Linked DNA regions of Mus musculus: regions 1, 2, 3 and 5 are each linked to region 4. A link is a contact called in public HiChIP or PLAC-seq and promoter capture Hi-C data. All regions are on one chromosome and are shown on one strand. Each heading gives the region's core, a stretch centred on a gene start, on an enhancer-like site or on the middle of the called end of the contact. The rest is flanking DNA. Distances are from core to core; before and after follow the strand shown.

Region 1 (2,701 bases), core at 170-2,669, 910 kb before region 4:
TATCCTTCCCCAAGTCTGTTCCAAGGCCTTCCACATGGGGGGGCGTTTAGACATATGACACAAACTGCTGTGTTTAGATACCTCTACCAGTATACCATTCTGTTGACCTTAACTAAAACAGTGTTTTTAAATTTGAAATTTGTGTGTGTTGATACAAAGTTTGCCTTTTCACAAAAAATGTAAAAGATTAGACTCTCATTTTAAGTTTCCCGACAGGCTAAGCCAAACAGTGTTCAGAGTAGTGCTTACCCTGTGAAAGGTTCTGTGCTGGGGAAGCCATTTTGGATATTTTTAAAGTGTACAGCACCACAAACAACCTGCTTTACTTTGCATAACCCTGCAGTAGCTACTTCGGCATCCACTGTGATAGCAACATGTGGCTAGTGCCACTCAAACTTAACTTAGCACAAACACTGAGAGTTCTCTGCATTACTGGACAAACTTCATATGCTTGGAAAAGACTTGTGCACACAAACTTACTTCTTCATGAGAAAGTAGTCAGTTTTACAGAATATAAATACAAACCAAAGATTTCCAATGAAAATGTTATGTCAAACTACAGTGTTCTAACTGTTAAGTATACACCAGATTTCAGACTCAATATGAAAGTAAAATACTTCTCTAGCTGTAGATCAATTACACAATTACTGATAATATTTTACACATACCCAGTTAAATAAAACACCGTTCAAAATAACTTCATCCTTACAAGGTTTGTTTTCTATTTCCCCTGAACTGTGCTGGCATCATCTAATGATTCCCCTGGTGTGCCTGCTGGAGCTCCTCTCAACACCAGCTCGGGAATAGCGCCATTACCAGATACCTTCTTTCCTGCCCAGCACCTGAAACTGCTGGTCACGCCTGCAATGAACTGAAAAGTCCTTCCCTCATCCTTGGTGTCTGTGACTAACTCTACCTTTCTTTTAATTCTTCCCGGGTCTTCTTTCTCTTCCTGTCCCCATTCTCATTTTCTTCTATTGTGTAGAGTCCCGGTGACCTCATCCACCCCTAGGCATCCACTATCACTTCAACAGGAAGCTGTCCTACTATCTCCATTCTGACCTCATTCCAGGCTGCAGCTCCACAGAGCCAGTTTTCTGCCCAACAGTTCTACCTGAAGAACTCTGTATGTATGAGTAGAAGTCATATGCAGAGGACTCCATGCTATGCACCTAGAAAACCTAGCATCTGCTCTTTTGTAGTCCAAAGTCAGCCTCACTCAGAGCAAGGTCTTTTCACCACAGTCCTTGCACCAAACTCATTTTTTAAAAAAGTTTTTCTAAGACAGGATTTCTCTGTGCCGACCAAGCTGACCTCAAATTCACAGAGATGTACTTGGCTCTGCCTCCTGAGTTCTGGGATTAAAGGAGTGCGCTACCACTGCCTGGTTCTACTCTAATTGGCCTGCTGGACTCTGAACCCCTTAACACTCGGCAACTCTGTTTACACTGTCTCCAAGCTTACAGACCTCCATTCGTGGCCTAACATGGATGTGAACCACTCACAGAAGGCACCCGGTTCCTCCTCACCTCACTAACTTTTCTTGGACAGTCCTGCTCCTTTCCCTCAAGCTAGAATGCCCAGCCTTCAGAGTTCCCTGAGCCCAATTCTGCCCAATCTTTAGGCCCTGCCTATATGCCAAGTCTTCACAGAGCATTTCCTGATCAATCAATCCAGCTCAAACCAATGTTTCTCTTCTCCAAATGCCCTTGGCCACCAGGAATGGGGATACATAGAGAAATCGTGCCTTGAAAAACAAAACAAAATAAACCCTGGTAATAGAACTATATAGTTTTTAATCATTTCCCCCTCCCCCATTAAGAAAGGAAAGGGTTTTACTGTGTAGCCCTGGCTATCCTAGAACTCACTCTGCAGACCAAGCTGTCCTCAAACTCTAAGATCCACCTGCCCCTGCCTTGGGTTAAAGGTATGTGCCACCACTTCCTGGCTGGCTTTTATCTTCTTTATAAAACAATGTTTCCTACCACCGCTGCCCCTTATACTACATACAATGGGTAAGCCATCTTTGGACACCTTACCAGGAAAACTAATTTAAGGAGAATTTTGAAAACTTGAAACTACAATGAATTTTTAAATCTATCCCAGACTAGGTCTCTAACTTCTGCAGATCTTTATTTGAAAGTCACAATATTCAATAACTCCAAACTAAACTCATGGCGTGAGCCCCACATCTGCCTCTCATCTAAATGGCCTGACTCAGTGAGGGTACTCACTATTCCCCAGCCCAGAGGCTGTGACGGCTTCCCAAATGTCCCTGGGAATCATCTACTCCTAACTTTGCGGACAATTCTGGCTAACACCACCTGAGAACACTATTGTATCAAGTGGTCAGAATGGTCACATATTCTACCCTCTCAACCATACCCCAAATCCAATCTAAACAAGTGACATTGCTGCATAAACCTTTTCCAAGTGCTCTGAGGAAAAAGACTTCTCTGATGGCTGACAGACTCCACGGCTTCCTGCCAAGGTTTAAACTTTCATTCTCTATTTCCCAGATCATCTCTTTCCTTAAGCACAATTACACCCCAACAATAATGACCACATATGATACAATGAAGCTCCCCAAATACATCACTGTCTGCTCTTGCTGCAGGCAGGGCCTTTGTACAAGCTGACTTCCATTTGGGTTGGGTGATCTTCCTTAGTAATTGAGCGACATCCTGAACCGGCCAGCTTC
Region 2 (2,788 bases), core at 218-2,717, 820 kb after region 4:
TCCTCAATCCCAGCCCACTGTCCTTGTCCCTCAGGACATACCATTAAAGTTACTTCTCAGCTGGGTAGGTGGGTGCACACTGCTAATCCCAACCCTCAGACAGCTGAATCTGTGAGGCTAGCATGCTCTATATAGTGAGTTCCGGGATAGCCAGAGCTACATAACGAGACCCCCATCTTTAAAAAACAGGAAAGGAAACTCACTTTCTAACCAAATGATGCATAGTACGCTATTTTCTTTCACCTTTAAAGACACATTAACATGCTTACTTTGTAAAACTACTCTACTGTAAGGGCCAATAAAATACATGCTGTGAGCATCGCAAGCCACTTGGTACTTACTTAATCTCAAAGTGACTAGAACATTTCGGTAAACTTCAAAAGCCTCCCCAAAGTATTTCACTTAGACTTGGTTTGAATCAAGGAAGATTTTCACACCAAGATTTCCTTCTTTGGGGCTGGAGTGTGTGGTTTAATCTCATCTCCGGCACCCAAACAACAAAGCCACAAAGCTTTTTGACCTTGGCCAGACAGCTCAGGGAGGAGGGCTGTGGGTGTGGTTCAGAGACCGTCCACAAGCATGGGGCTCTGGGTTCCACCCCAGTATAACAAATAAAATCTGCCCCAAGTAAGAAAAACCTAGCCGGGTCAGTGATGGTCCTCTTCTGACGTGGGCAGGTAGACCACAAAAAAGGCCTGGTTTAATTAGACTCTTCACAACCCTACCAATCAGACCTAATGGCCGACTCCACCACTCCATTAGGACGCAGTTTTTAACAGGTCCCTGTTGGGAGTCAACGCTGAGATGGTCAAAGAAAAAAGTGCCAATCCTTGGAAGGCAAGAGACAGCCGGGCAAACTGAGAGCCTCACCTGTGTGCATATCATAGTCGCCCGGGTAGGCGTAGGGATCATAAGCAGCCTGCAAGGAAAGAGACAAAGTTAGGGAGACACGCCAAATGGGGACTCCAAAAATGCTCGTCCTCGGGCCTCCATGTCAAGCAGGAGGCAAAACATACTACTCAGATAAGACTGACAGTCGCTACCTCGGAGGGCTTCACATGTGTGAGAGAAAAGGGACCCCGGGCAAGCACAAAACACGCTTACAGGTGCAACAAGACAAGAAAAACACAGTAATAGCCCCGTCTGAAGCAGACGCCATGAGAGCCAAGAACTCAGCATTAAACACCCTTCAGCCCGCCTCCGACTGACTGCGACTACACGCGGGGACATACGGCCGGCAGAGGAGGGACCCGGGGAGGAGACCCGGGGCCGGGAGGGCCGGAATGATCGAGGTCCGCTTGTTCCGGCCCGATCTGGACGCCGCCTCACCTCGGGGACAGATCCCACCGAACCGGGTGCCCACCGCGGACCCCGCCACGCGCTCACCGCTTCATTACCTCAGACTCGTAGTCATCAGCGGGGTAAGACATGGCTACGGCGCTCCAGAAGCCCGTGGGAGAGAGCGGAAGAAGAACTCCGCGCCTGCTTGGCCGGACCGGAAGTCCCGCCCAGCCCAACCTGCCCGAAAGCCTTTCCGGGGTCGCCGGGGAAGCGAAGTAGCTCTGATTGGAAGGACGGAGTTCCTAAACTATCAGAGTTCCTTCCTCCCTGCAAAACGGGCTTTTCAAAGGACATTATTGTGGAGTATGGTGTGCACGCAGAAGTAGGGGCGGGCAAGCGATAAAGGGGAAGAATGCCTAGACCCTGTTGACTCACATCTGCCATCTCAAGGATGGCGGAGGCAGGAGACTGCAACAAATTCGAGGATAACCAAAGTTAGTTATTTCCAGGCCAATCTGATTATAAAGCGGGGTCTCCAAAACAACAACAACAAAAATAAAGAGAAATCAGAAGAAAACGGTACAGAGACGATGACAAGTGACCTGCTAAGATGTAGCGTTCCTGACCTTAGATTTAGGTGTAAACGGTTTTGCCTGCAGCGAGAAATTTCTCCCCCACACCACCACCACCAAAAAAAAAAAAAAAAAAAAAAAAAAAATCAACCTGAGAACACTCAGGATGACCAAACTGGTGAAGGCCCTTGACACCAAGCCTAACGACCTGAGTTCGATGTGGGAGACCCACATGGTGGAAGGCGAGAACCAATCCCTGAACAGCTGATTTGCCTTACCTTTTGGGCACCTGCATCCTTGTCTCCGGGTCACAACAATCTCTGCTTATTACAGCCAGGTACACAACTCTGGGCTTCGGCACTCATGCTTACCTCTGACCAGACTTTAGTACAAATGACCCCGGTATCACTGCCTGGCTCTCTGTTGAAGACAGGAGTTTGCTGGACGAGTGTTGCTAATCAACGCCCTCTACTCAAAGCGTCCTATTTAGAACTGCCATTCTCCCCCCTGGCTCCTTAAGCCCTAGACTCCTTAAAGTCGTTCCTTTTGTTTGCCTGTCTGGTTGCTTTGGTTTATTTAAGCAAGAAAGAATTAGGGTTTAATAAAGACCTTACTTTTAAGATTATTTATTCCTCTGTATGAGTGAATTATGCACACAGGGCATCAATCCTCTGGAGTTACAGCTGATTTTTCAAAAATCAGCCAGCTGTACCCCTGGCTGTCCTGGAACTCAGTCTGTAGACCAGACTGCCCTTGAACTCAAGAGATCCACCTGCCTCTGCCCCCTGCTTACTGGGATTAAAGGCTTGCATAGCTACCTCCCTGCTCATTTGGTTTTAGACAGGATCTTTCTATTATGTAATTCTGGGTGTCCTAGGGTCTATTATGTAGACCAGGATGACCTCAAACTCAGAGATCCACCTGCCTCTGCCTCC
Region 3 (2,748 bases), core at 75-2,574, 980 kb after region 4:
GCTTCTGTTTAGGTACAGGCCTGAACAGCCTGGACTGCTCTTGGATGGGTGGATGGATGGATGGGGGGTCCCCAAAGGCCAAGTCAGGTTCCCCTGCTCTATGCTGTGTGTTCCCTGGCAGCTCACCTCCCTTAAGTACCAATTTCTTTAACTGTGAAATGGGCCAAAACTCTTATTTTTGAACTAATCTGGAAAGGAAATGAAGGCACCATTAAGGAGCTTCAGGAAGCTATTAATAAACTAGAGGGCTGGGTTCAAAAGCCTGGGGATAACCGACATGGTAAAGAACCCCACTGGAAACCAGGTTCCGAGGTTATGTAACTCACAGGGTTAACCAAACAGGGCCAGAACTGGAACTGAGGTCAAGCTCCACTACCTTCCAGTCTCCCCACTGGCCTAAGGTCAAGCTCCACTACCCCCTAGTTTCCCCACTACCCTGATTCTGGATGCGCGGATCCAGCTCTCCACCGGCATCATCCTTCCAGACCGCTTCGACAAACCCTCCTGCAAAGTGGGTGGGGCCAATGACAAAAGCCCAAGAGGCCGGTTCCAAATCTGTATCCCACCTGCAATTCCCTGAGCTACAGTGAGCCTAAGGTGGCTCGTGTGTCAAACTGGTCCTCGGCCACTATCCGACAGGCGGCAGCTGCAGGAATTCCGAAAAGCGCGTCAGGTCCCAGCACACATCCCCGCGCCCAGTCCCGTGCTCACCGGGGGTCCGGCTTCCGTCGCTGAGCGGGTGCCAAGGGTCGCGATCGGTGGCCACGAGCAGGCAGTCGGGGTCGCGCAGGTGCGCGCACGCCTCGGTCAACCTGGAGAAGGAAAACTGCTCGTCGTAGCCTACGAGCACGGCGCGCACGCGCGGGTCCTCGCCGGGGTCCCCCGCCAGGCGCAGCCCCGCGGCGCGCAGCTCAGCGCGCAGCCCCTCGCCTCCCAGCACGAACACTGCGCCCGATGCGTCGGGCGGCCCGGACAGCCGCTGGCGCAGGAGGCGCGCGGCACACAGCGCGGAGCTGAAGAGCTGCTCGGCGCGCAGCCCCGCGAAGCCCAGGCGGGCGAAGCGCAGCGCCAGCTCGGGCCGCGCGCGCCGGCTGTTGTTGCTCACGAACAGCGTGTTCTTGCCGGCCCGCGCCAGCCGCTGCAGCAGCTCAGGGGCGCCCGGCACGATGCGTTCGCCGTTCCACAGCACTCCGTCGCAGTCGAACAGGACTCCCTGCGCCTGGCCCAGCACGTCGCGCAGGGCCGCGCCGCGCAGCCGCTCGCAGCGCGCCATGCAGCCGGCTGGCCGCTCGCACGCGCGCGCTGCGCTCCCTCCGTGGACAAGGGGCAGCTTCACCAATTGGCGCGCAGAACGGGGAGGAGGCGGGGCTACGAACACAGGCTTCAGCCAATAGCGACTAGAATTTAGTCGAAGGTGCTGGCCGATCCCGAAGGAGCTCGGAGAAAGGGGCGGGACCGCGGGCGCCACTAGAAGGAGGCGACCAATGAAGAGACAGCCTGGTCTGCAGCGAATCGCCGTGCGCTTCCCAGCCAATTAAAAACGTAGGCCAGATGGTTGCTAGGAGAAAAACAGAGGCTGAGAGAGATGTTGTCTTCGGGCCACATCTTGTTGCCCTCGGAACCATTGAGGCTCATTAGAAACATGTGGATGTGATGGAGCCAGGGCTCCATCACCCGTGACTTCGCAAGCTGGCCTGGGCTCTTAGACCTGGTCAGTGATCCTTCTGGTCATCTGACTGTGCTGTGGAGTCTCCTGGGGAACTTGTTTTTTTTTTTTGTTGTTGTTGTTGTATAATTTCCGTTTAGTAAGATGTATACTTTATAGTTCGATGGCTTTAGATAAATGATTTTTAAAACACAGGTACAGGTCAGTGGAATGGTTCAGCAGATGATGGCAGTTTGCTGTCAAGGCTGAGGACCCGAGTTCCTTCTTCAGAAACCTCACGGTGGAGAGAACATACTCCTTCCAGTTGTTTTCTGACCTCCACACACACATCCACACAGATGAATGTTAAAACGTTCTAGCCGGGCGATGCGAACACATACATTTAATCCCAGCACTCAGAATCAGAGGTAGGAAGAGCTCTGATTTCCAAGCCAGCCTAGTCTACAGAGCAAGTACTAGGACCAAGGGTATTCAGAGAACCCTGTCTCAAAAAACAAAAAAACAAAACAAAAAAAAAACCCAATAAATAAATAAATAGATAATCAAACACATGGCTGTAAGACAGGAACCCAGAGATCTGATTTCATGTTTTATGTGTGTGGGGGCACTAGGCACTATTTTGATGGCCAGGCCCAATTGGTAACCCATTTTATTGATGGGGTGATCCCAACTGCCTAGGTCTCCATTTTGTAGACGGAAACCTTTTAATCTGTCAAGCCTTTGAATAACCAGTAATTCAAAGTATGGGGACCAGGGATGAACAGGGATCTGTACTGTCACAATATTTTGGTTCTAAGCAGAACTGTAGCTGTCTAACCCAGAGCAACTGAAGGGAAGAGACCGAAGAAAAACCGTGCCTTTGAGGCCCAACTATTTTCTGTTCTTTGTGCCTTTTGTAATGGGTTTCTTAGCCTAGAAGACCATAGACAGCATGCCCCTGCCTCCACTCGGTTACTAAATTGGGCTTCCAGATGCACTGACCCACTTCTGCCAGCCCACTCCCAAAAGACCCTCAGGTGTAGAGCTGAAAGGAGCGTTAGCCTGGGACTACACAGAGCAACTCAGGGAAGGCCATGGATAGC
Region 4 (2,770 bases), core at 53-2,552:
ATAAAATTCCACAATATAATAACAACCAAAAATCAGGAGACAGGGGGCTGGTGAGATGGCTCAGTGGGTAGGAGCACCTGACTGCTCTTCTGAAGGTCAGGAGTTCAAGTCCCAGCAACCACATGGTGGCTCATAACCATCCGTAACGAGATCTGACTCCCTCTTCTGGAGTGTCTGAGGACAGCTACAGTGTACTTACAATAAATAAATCTTAAAAAAAAAAAAAAAAATCAGGAGACAGAGTCTGGATCCCTTCCCTCAAAGCTGGCTAGGTATTAGTGGCCTGGGAGGACCCCAGGCTGGACCCTTTCCCTCATAGCCAGCAGCCTGTAGAAAAGAGCTGGAAAAATCAGACGTCTATCAAGCCTTGGTCAGAAGAATGGGATCGGAGGCTTATCTCTGACTCTGGAAGGAGAGGTGACATCTGGGACTGGTTACAAGGCCACACCCAGGGGACAAGGCTATTAACAGATAATTGCTGATAACTGGCTTCAGGAGCCCTAATCCTGGAGACAGACAGCTGGCCAGGGGCTTTCTGTTGAAGACTGAAGACATGCTATTCTGTGATATGACTGTCGCCTCTCTCTATACAGGTCTATCCATCACTGGACAGGACAAAGTTGCTCAGGGTGAGGTGAATTGGTTCGAAAGACGGGCCAGGGAGATGGTTCAGCGGGTAAAAGTATTAGCTTTGAAGTTAAAGCCTGCATTTCCACCACACCCACGCATGCACGCACCACTTGCAGCTGGGCTGCCCACGGGACAGTGGCCTCCACCGACATCACAGGCACCAGGAGAAGGGACAAAAATCAGAATGTCACCCAAGGGAGTAGGCAGTATAACTTTCTTCTTATATGTAGGTTTAAAATACACTCACATCTCTCTCTTTCTTTTTTTTTTTCTTTTGTTTTTTTCGAGACAGGGTTTCTCTGTGTAGTCCTGGCTGTCCTGGAACTCACTTTGTAGGCTGGCCTTGAACTCAGAAATCCGACTGCCTCTGCCTCCCGAGTGCTGGGATTAAAGGCGTGCGCCACCACACCCGGCCACTCACATCTCTTGCCATTGGGCATGTATACATATGTGTATGTGTTCTGAATTAATATGTGCATGTCTGGGGGTCAGGAGAAGGCCTTGGATTCCCAGAAGCTGTAGTTATAGGTGGTTGTGAGCCATACCATGTGTTTGCTGGTAGCAGTTGGTCCTCTGTGGAAGGTGACAAAGGTTCTTAACTGCTGAGCCATCTCTCTCCAGTGCCAACCCCGCCCCCTATTATTTCTCTTTTTCTCTTAGCTGACTGGTGTGGTTCCGAGAAGTCTCCACAAGCATCCAGGCAATGGGTGTGTTAGGGGAATTTCTCTTTACCCTTTCCCTTTCCCAGCTCAGAGTGGCTACTTCTGGAAAGGTGGTTCACATTGCCTTAGAGAGTGGTCCCCTCTTCTCCCAGTATCCCCTGAGGTTGGGTTAAAACAGCACGGATATTCTAGGACATCTATCGAAAGTTCTCCATACATGGTCGTCCAAAGTCTGCTTCCATGGATTTCTCTTTAAAATTTGAAGCCCAGACCAGCCTAGCCCTGGATCAGCATGAAGACCCAAAGGCGAGTAACCCCAGACTGAGAAGTCTCAACAGGAAGAAATATGGGTGACGTGGAGAGGGGTACAGGGTGGCCAGTTTAGAAGCAGCTATAAGGTAACCGAAGCGGCTCAGAACAAGGACCCTCGAGGGGAGTGGGAGCTACGGAGTATCCTGGAGAATGTGAGAGAGGAATCGGGAGCTGGGGACCTAGAGGAGAGGCTCGGTATACAGCAAAATGGGGGCCACCAGGAAGAGACTGCAGTGAAAATTTTGGAGGAGCGGGGCCAGCGGTACCTGATCGGTGAATAGCATTTGCGATGGCTGCATCCCAGACAGAATGGTCCCATCCCAGCTCTGGGCCCCAGGCGCTGGGGTTGCATTTTCTGTGAGCAGGCTATGGAAGACCCCCAGAAGTGAAACTGACCTCCCGGGCCAAGTGAATGCAGGCCCCACCTTCTTCCTGCATCAGCTCCCGGAATGGGAGGGCTCTAGGCGATCAAGCCCAGAAGGCTCCTGCCCACCTCTTTGTCCCTTGGCTTGGCAGAGACCTGCTCCTCTGTACAGCGGCCCGCGGGGATCGCAAAGAGAAAGGGAAACTAACTGATGGTAGAGAGAAGCTGATGCCGACCGCGGTGAGGGTAGGACAGACGCCCCAAGGGTGGCCCCAGGCGTCTCCATCCAACCTGCCTAGACCATCCTGTGCCGAGCTTGCAGCCAAAGCTGCCAGTTGAACCAAGGGTTTGACTCTGTAGGTGTTAAGGAGTGGGGACCCTTACATTTTCTCCCTTCGGCTTAGGAGGGGAGGGGACAGCCTGGCTTCGCATTTCTAATTGTGGCTTGGATTTTGGCACCCTTCACCTCTAATTTCCCAACTGCCCCAGGTGTGGAGCTAGACTGAGATCAACGGGGAGCACAAAAATGGATCATTGATGGCTCCGAATCAGCCAGCAGCAGGTGGCCGAGCTGGTATCAGAGCCCGTCATCCAAGCTTGTTTCCCTGCAGATGAGGGAGACCGAAATGAGTTTACTGTTCTCACAGACCTGTGTCTCTCGAGGGCAGTAGCGTGGACCAGTCAAATGTAGCAAGTGCACGCTTCTGGTTATTGAGGTTCAGCTAGCGTTCTTTGGAGGAGTGAATGCACACGGAGTCAAGTAATCTTCCAGTGGTTTGGGATACACGTGTGCAGGTATACA
Region 5 (2,746 bases), core at 16-2,515, 550 kb after region 4:
AGGGTGGAAGGGGCGGGAGAAAAATTCCAGACCTGGTGTGACCACCGATCGGTCTACACAGAGGTCCAGTCTAAGGAGTCCAACCTGAGGAGTGTGACAGTGGGCCTCATGCCATCCTCCTGGACCCAGCAGGTGCAGCCTCAGACACCCAGACCAACCACAGTCGCCAACAGAATAGTCCGGGAGCCTTGTGTTCTCCAATCTGTCACAAACTTTCTGGCCTTGCCTGTTTCTCCTGAGACTGGAAGAATGGGACAATCCAGGGGTGGACAGTCCATACTGAGCCGGAAAACTTGGGGCTAAGGAAGGACTCCCATGTACTAGGTTCCCAGATCCACCAGGTGGCCAGGAGAAGACTGGCTCGCTAACCTCTGCTCTATTCTAAGCTGCAGGCACCCGCGCTGGGCGAGGAACAAACACTGATGTCACATGGCTCCAGCCAGGGGAAACTCCAGAGACAACAGGGACCGGGCAGTCCCGGCTGGTGGAAAGGGGGAGGATGACGGAGGGTGGAAGGGGCGGGAGAAAAATTCCAGACCTGGTGTGACCACCGATCGGGCCACTTCCTTCGCTCGGGTCCTTATTCCGCATTTGCTCCAGTGGACACTGGTGCGCACCCACTTCAAGATACACTGGGCTAGTGTCAGTCTCCAAGGAGCGCGTGCGGCCACACACACAAACACACACCCCGAAGTACACCGTGTGCACGCAGCCCGCAGAACTCAGGACGCTCCCCAAAGAACACAGCCGCACGCACGCCACCGGGAGACGTAAACAAACCGCGCACACAAGGTGCTGGGCGCGGCTCCAGGGACTGTTCTCACCGAGTCACGTACGTGCACGCCCCGCCCCCGCCCCCGCCCCGGCTTCCTCCGGGGCCCGCGCACCGCCTCCCAGCCAGCCCCTCGGAGGCCCCTCCGGGAGCTGATGTTAAGGGGGCGCCGAAGGGGCAGGAGGACCACGCGCCGCCCAGGCAGGACCCGGAGCTCACACTTCTGGAGCTCGGTCCCCGTCCCTGACGCGTCCTTACCGCTCTCCGCCAGGCCCGGCGCTCAGTGCGTGCTTGTCGCGGCTGTCGCGGTGGCGGTCCTTGGCCGCTCTCGAGCCCCACTCCTCTCCGATCGGGACCGCAGTTCACTAGGAACCCGGCTCCGCGCAGCGCCGCTCCGAGTTTTGTTATGGGGCAGGCGGCGAAGGGGGCTGGAGCCGCGCGCAGTTGTAAGGCGAGCTTCCCGGAATTACTCACGCACAGGATTCCTTTCATTCATAAAAACCCAGTCATGCAGTGACGTCACCGCCCCAGCCGCCAGCAAGCCCCAGAGCGGCCGCCTGGAGCCGAGACCCCGCCCACGCCCGAGTGAGGCGCCGCCCCCAGTAGACCCCGCTGTAGGAGCCCACAGCCAGAGCCGCCACGGTTCTCCGTGCTGGGACTGTGTCCTCTGGATGCATTCACGTGACACCTCTGGAGAACGGCGTGGGTGGAGGTGTCATTTGCTTTGCTTTACAGTTCACTGTCTGGCCTCTTCTCTCGTCGATCTACATCCTTTGTCCGGATGACCTCATCCAGTCTCGTGGTTTTAAGTGCCTTCTCTGTACCTGTGAACCGTAGGTTTGTATTTCCGAAGCCACAGCAATTGCCTACCCCTGGTCTTCACGTGGTGTCGGCTCCATATCTTCAACCCTACCTCCACTCGCCCCAGGGACGCTTTCCCTGTGGGTCGATGTGCTTGCTTGTTACTAAACTCTGATGCCTAACGTTCAGACCCCACAACTTCCAAGGTGGAAGGAGACAATGACTCCAGAAAGCTGACCTCTGATCTCTACGTACTTAGAGCGGTGGAATGGGTCCATTCACACACAGACACATAACAAATAAGTGAATTTAAGGAAAACACAAGTTATAAGAAAAAGGTGTTCAAAAAATTTACCTCTGAACTCAAGTTCTCAATTCTAGAAAATACACAATCCTGTTCACCACCCTCCCCCACCCCCCACACACCCTTTTCCTACCTTCTAGAGAGCTGAGGCTGTGCCTGGCAAATAGTAGGTGCTCAACTAATGAAGAAATCCAGTAGACCTGTATGACAGTGAGGACCCCATGTGGCTAGATCCATCGCCCACATCCTCAGCCTAGGAGAACAGGGAGCCAGGCTTCTGCATCCACACCCTACTGCCCACAGAAGTCGATCTTTTGGTAATGGCCAAGCAATGTTGTGCAATGCTGCGTTTAGCAGTGGGGTTGGCCTTCTCACACTGTCTTTCCAGTGGCAGAGTCATGAGACGCCCCGCAAAAAATGGTATCCTGGGAGAAGAGGCTTCAGAGCTCAAGTGGCTGGAGGAGAGAATGATTTGGGATCTATCACATCTTTTTATCTTTCAGTGAGATCTTTGCCCATGTCACTGATCTTTCTGGTAAGAGGGACTGGTGGGTAGAATGAAGGTGAGAGAGCTGAGGCCTCCCTGTTGGCTGTCCTGCCAGACTGCACACTGTCACCCCCTCTACCAAACTCTGAGTCACAGGATGAAACAAGGCTACCAGACCCAGGACCCGTGAAACCTCGGAGTTCTTGCTCACTTGAGATGAAAGGGGAGACCGGTTGAGGGTGTCACTTCCATCCCCTCTGACAGCCTGCAGAGGAAGGCAGGTCAGTGTGGGCACTTGTCTGGACCCTGGCCTGCTCAGGTTACTCTTTGTTTGATAAGCTGCCTTCCTGAAAGACCTGGCCTGAGGCCACTCCCACTGCCT

The links. Promoter capture Hi-C pulls out the DNA fragments that hold promoters and counts their contacts. HiChIP or PLAC-seq counts read pairs in DNA pulled down with a chosen protein or histone mark.
Region 1: a promoter capture Hi-C map of liver shows a contact between it and region 4, with 2.2 times the contacts expected there. The contact joins the enhancer-like site here to the promoter of D730005E14Rik in region 4. A contact is called at or near these places in 4 of 39 promoter capture datasets (cranial neural crest, liver and pre-B cells), 2 of 115 datasets of contacts at active chromatin or transcription factors (pancreatic cancer cells and regulatory T cell precursor) and 1 of 9 other capture datasets (adipose tissue).
Region 2: a contact with region 4 is called in a promoter capture Hi-C map of pre-B cells, with 2.3 times the contacts expected there. The contact joins the promoter of Eif3l here to the promoter of D730005E14Rik in region 4. A contact is called at or near these places in 4 of 39 promoter capture datasets (the C10 cell line, hippocampal neurons, liver and 1 more) and 2 of 115 datasets of contacts at active chromatin or transcription factors (bone marrow-derived dendritic cells and memory CD8 T cells).
Region 3: an H3K4me3 HiChIP or PLAC-seq map of bone marrow-derived macrophages shows a contact between it and region 4, with 2.3 times the contacts expected there. The contact joins the promoter of Pdxp here to the promoter of D730005E14Rik in region 4. A contact is called at or near these places in 2 of 115 datasets of contacts at active chromatin or transcription factors (bone marrow-derived macrophages and pancreatic cancer cells).
Region 5: a contact with region 4 is called in an H3K4me3 HiChIP or PLAC-seq map of bone marrow-derived macrophages, with 5 times the contacts expected there. The contact joins the promoter of Maff here to the promoter of D730005E14Rik in region 4. A contact is called at or near these places in 1 of 39 promoter capture datasets (hippocampal neurons), 1 of 484 Hi-C or Micro-C datasets (B cells) and 5 of 115 datasets of contacts at active chromatin or transcription factors (bone marrow-derived macrophages, effector CD8 T cells, memory CD8 T cells and 2 more).

The regions. Positions count from the first base shown.
Region 1 is chr15:80,806,094-80,808,794 of GRCm38.p6, reverse strand. The region is part of intron 4 of Tnrc6b (trinucleotide repeat containing 6b); the gene reads right to left. Among named protein-coding and RNA genes, the nearest start is that of Tnrc6b, 96 kb to the right of the region's middle. Within about 2 kb of position 1,419, at least 30 of the 459 cell types and tissues checked have an H3K27ac peak or open chromatin away from gene starts, as enhancers often do. A contact at or near this core is called in liver, where this site is marked.
Region 2 is chr15:79,073,902-79,076,689 of GRCm38.p6, reverse strand. It overlaps Eif3l (eukaryotic translation initiation factor 3, subunit L), which reads right to left and starts at 1,467. Exons shown (of 13, transcript NM_145139.2): 1 at 1,398-1,467; 2 at 871-919. The coding sequence starts at 1,430.
Region 3 is chr15:78,912,495-78,915,242 of GRCm38.p6, reverse strand. It overlaps Pdxp (pyridoxal (pyridoxine, vitamin B6) phosphatase), which reads right to left and starts at 1,324. Exons shown (of 2, transcript NM_020271.3): 1 at 712-1,324. The coding sequence starts at 1,273. All of the region lies in intron 5 of Gm30368 (a long non-coding RNA gene), which reads left to right.
Region 4 is chr15:79,891,670-79,894,439 of GRCm38.p6, reverse strand. D730005E14Rik (RIKEN cDNA D730005E14 gene) reads left to right here and starts at 1,302. Exons shown (of 1, transcript NR_030675.1): 1 at 1,302-2,770. Apobec3 (apolipoprotein B mRNA editing enzyme, catalytic polypeptide 3) reads right to left here and starts at 2,032. Exons shown (of 8, transcript NM_030255.3): 1 at 1,871-2,032. The coding sequence starts at 1,923.
Region 5 is chr15:79,346,039-79,348,784 of GRCm38.p6, reverse strand. Maff (v-maf musculoaponeurotic fibrosarcoma oncogene family, protein F (avian)) reads right to left here and starts at 1,265. Exons shown (of 3, transcript NM_010755.4): 1 at 1,031-1,265.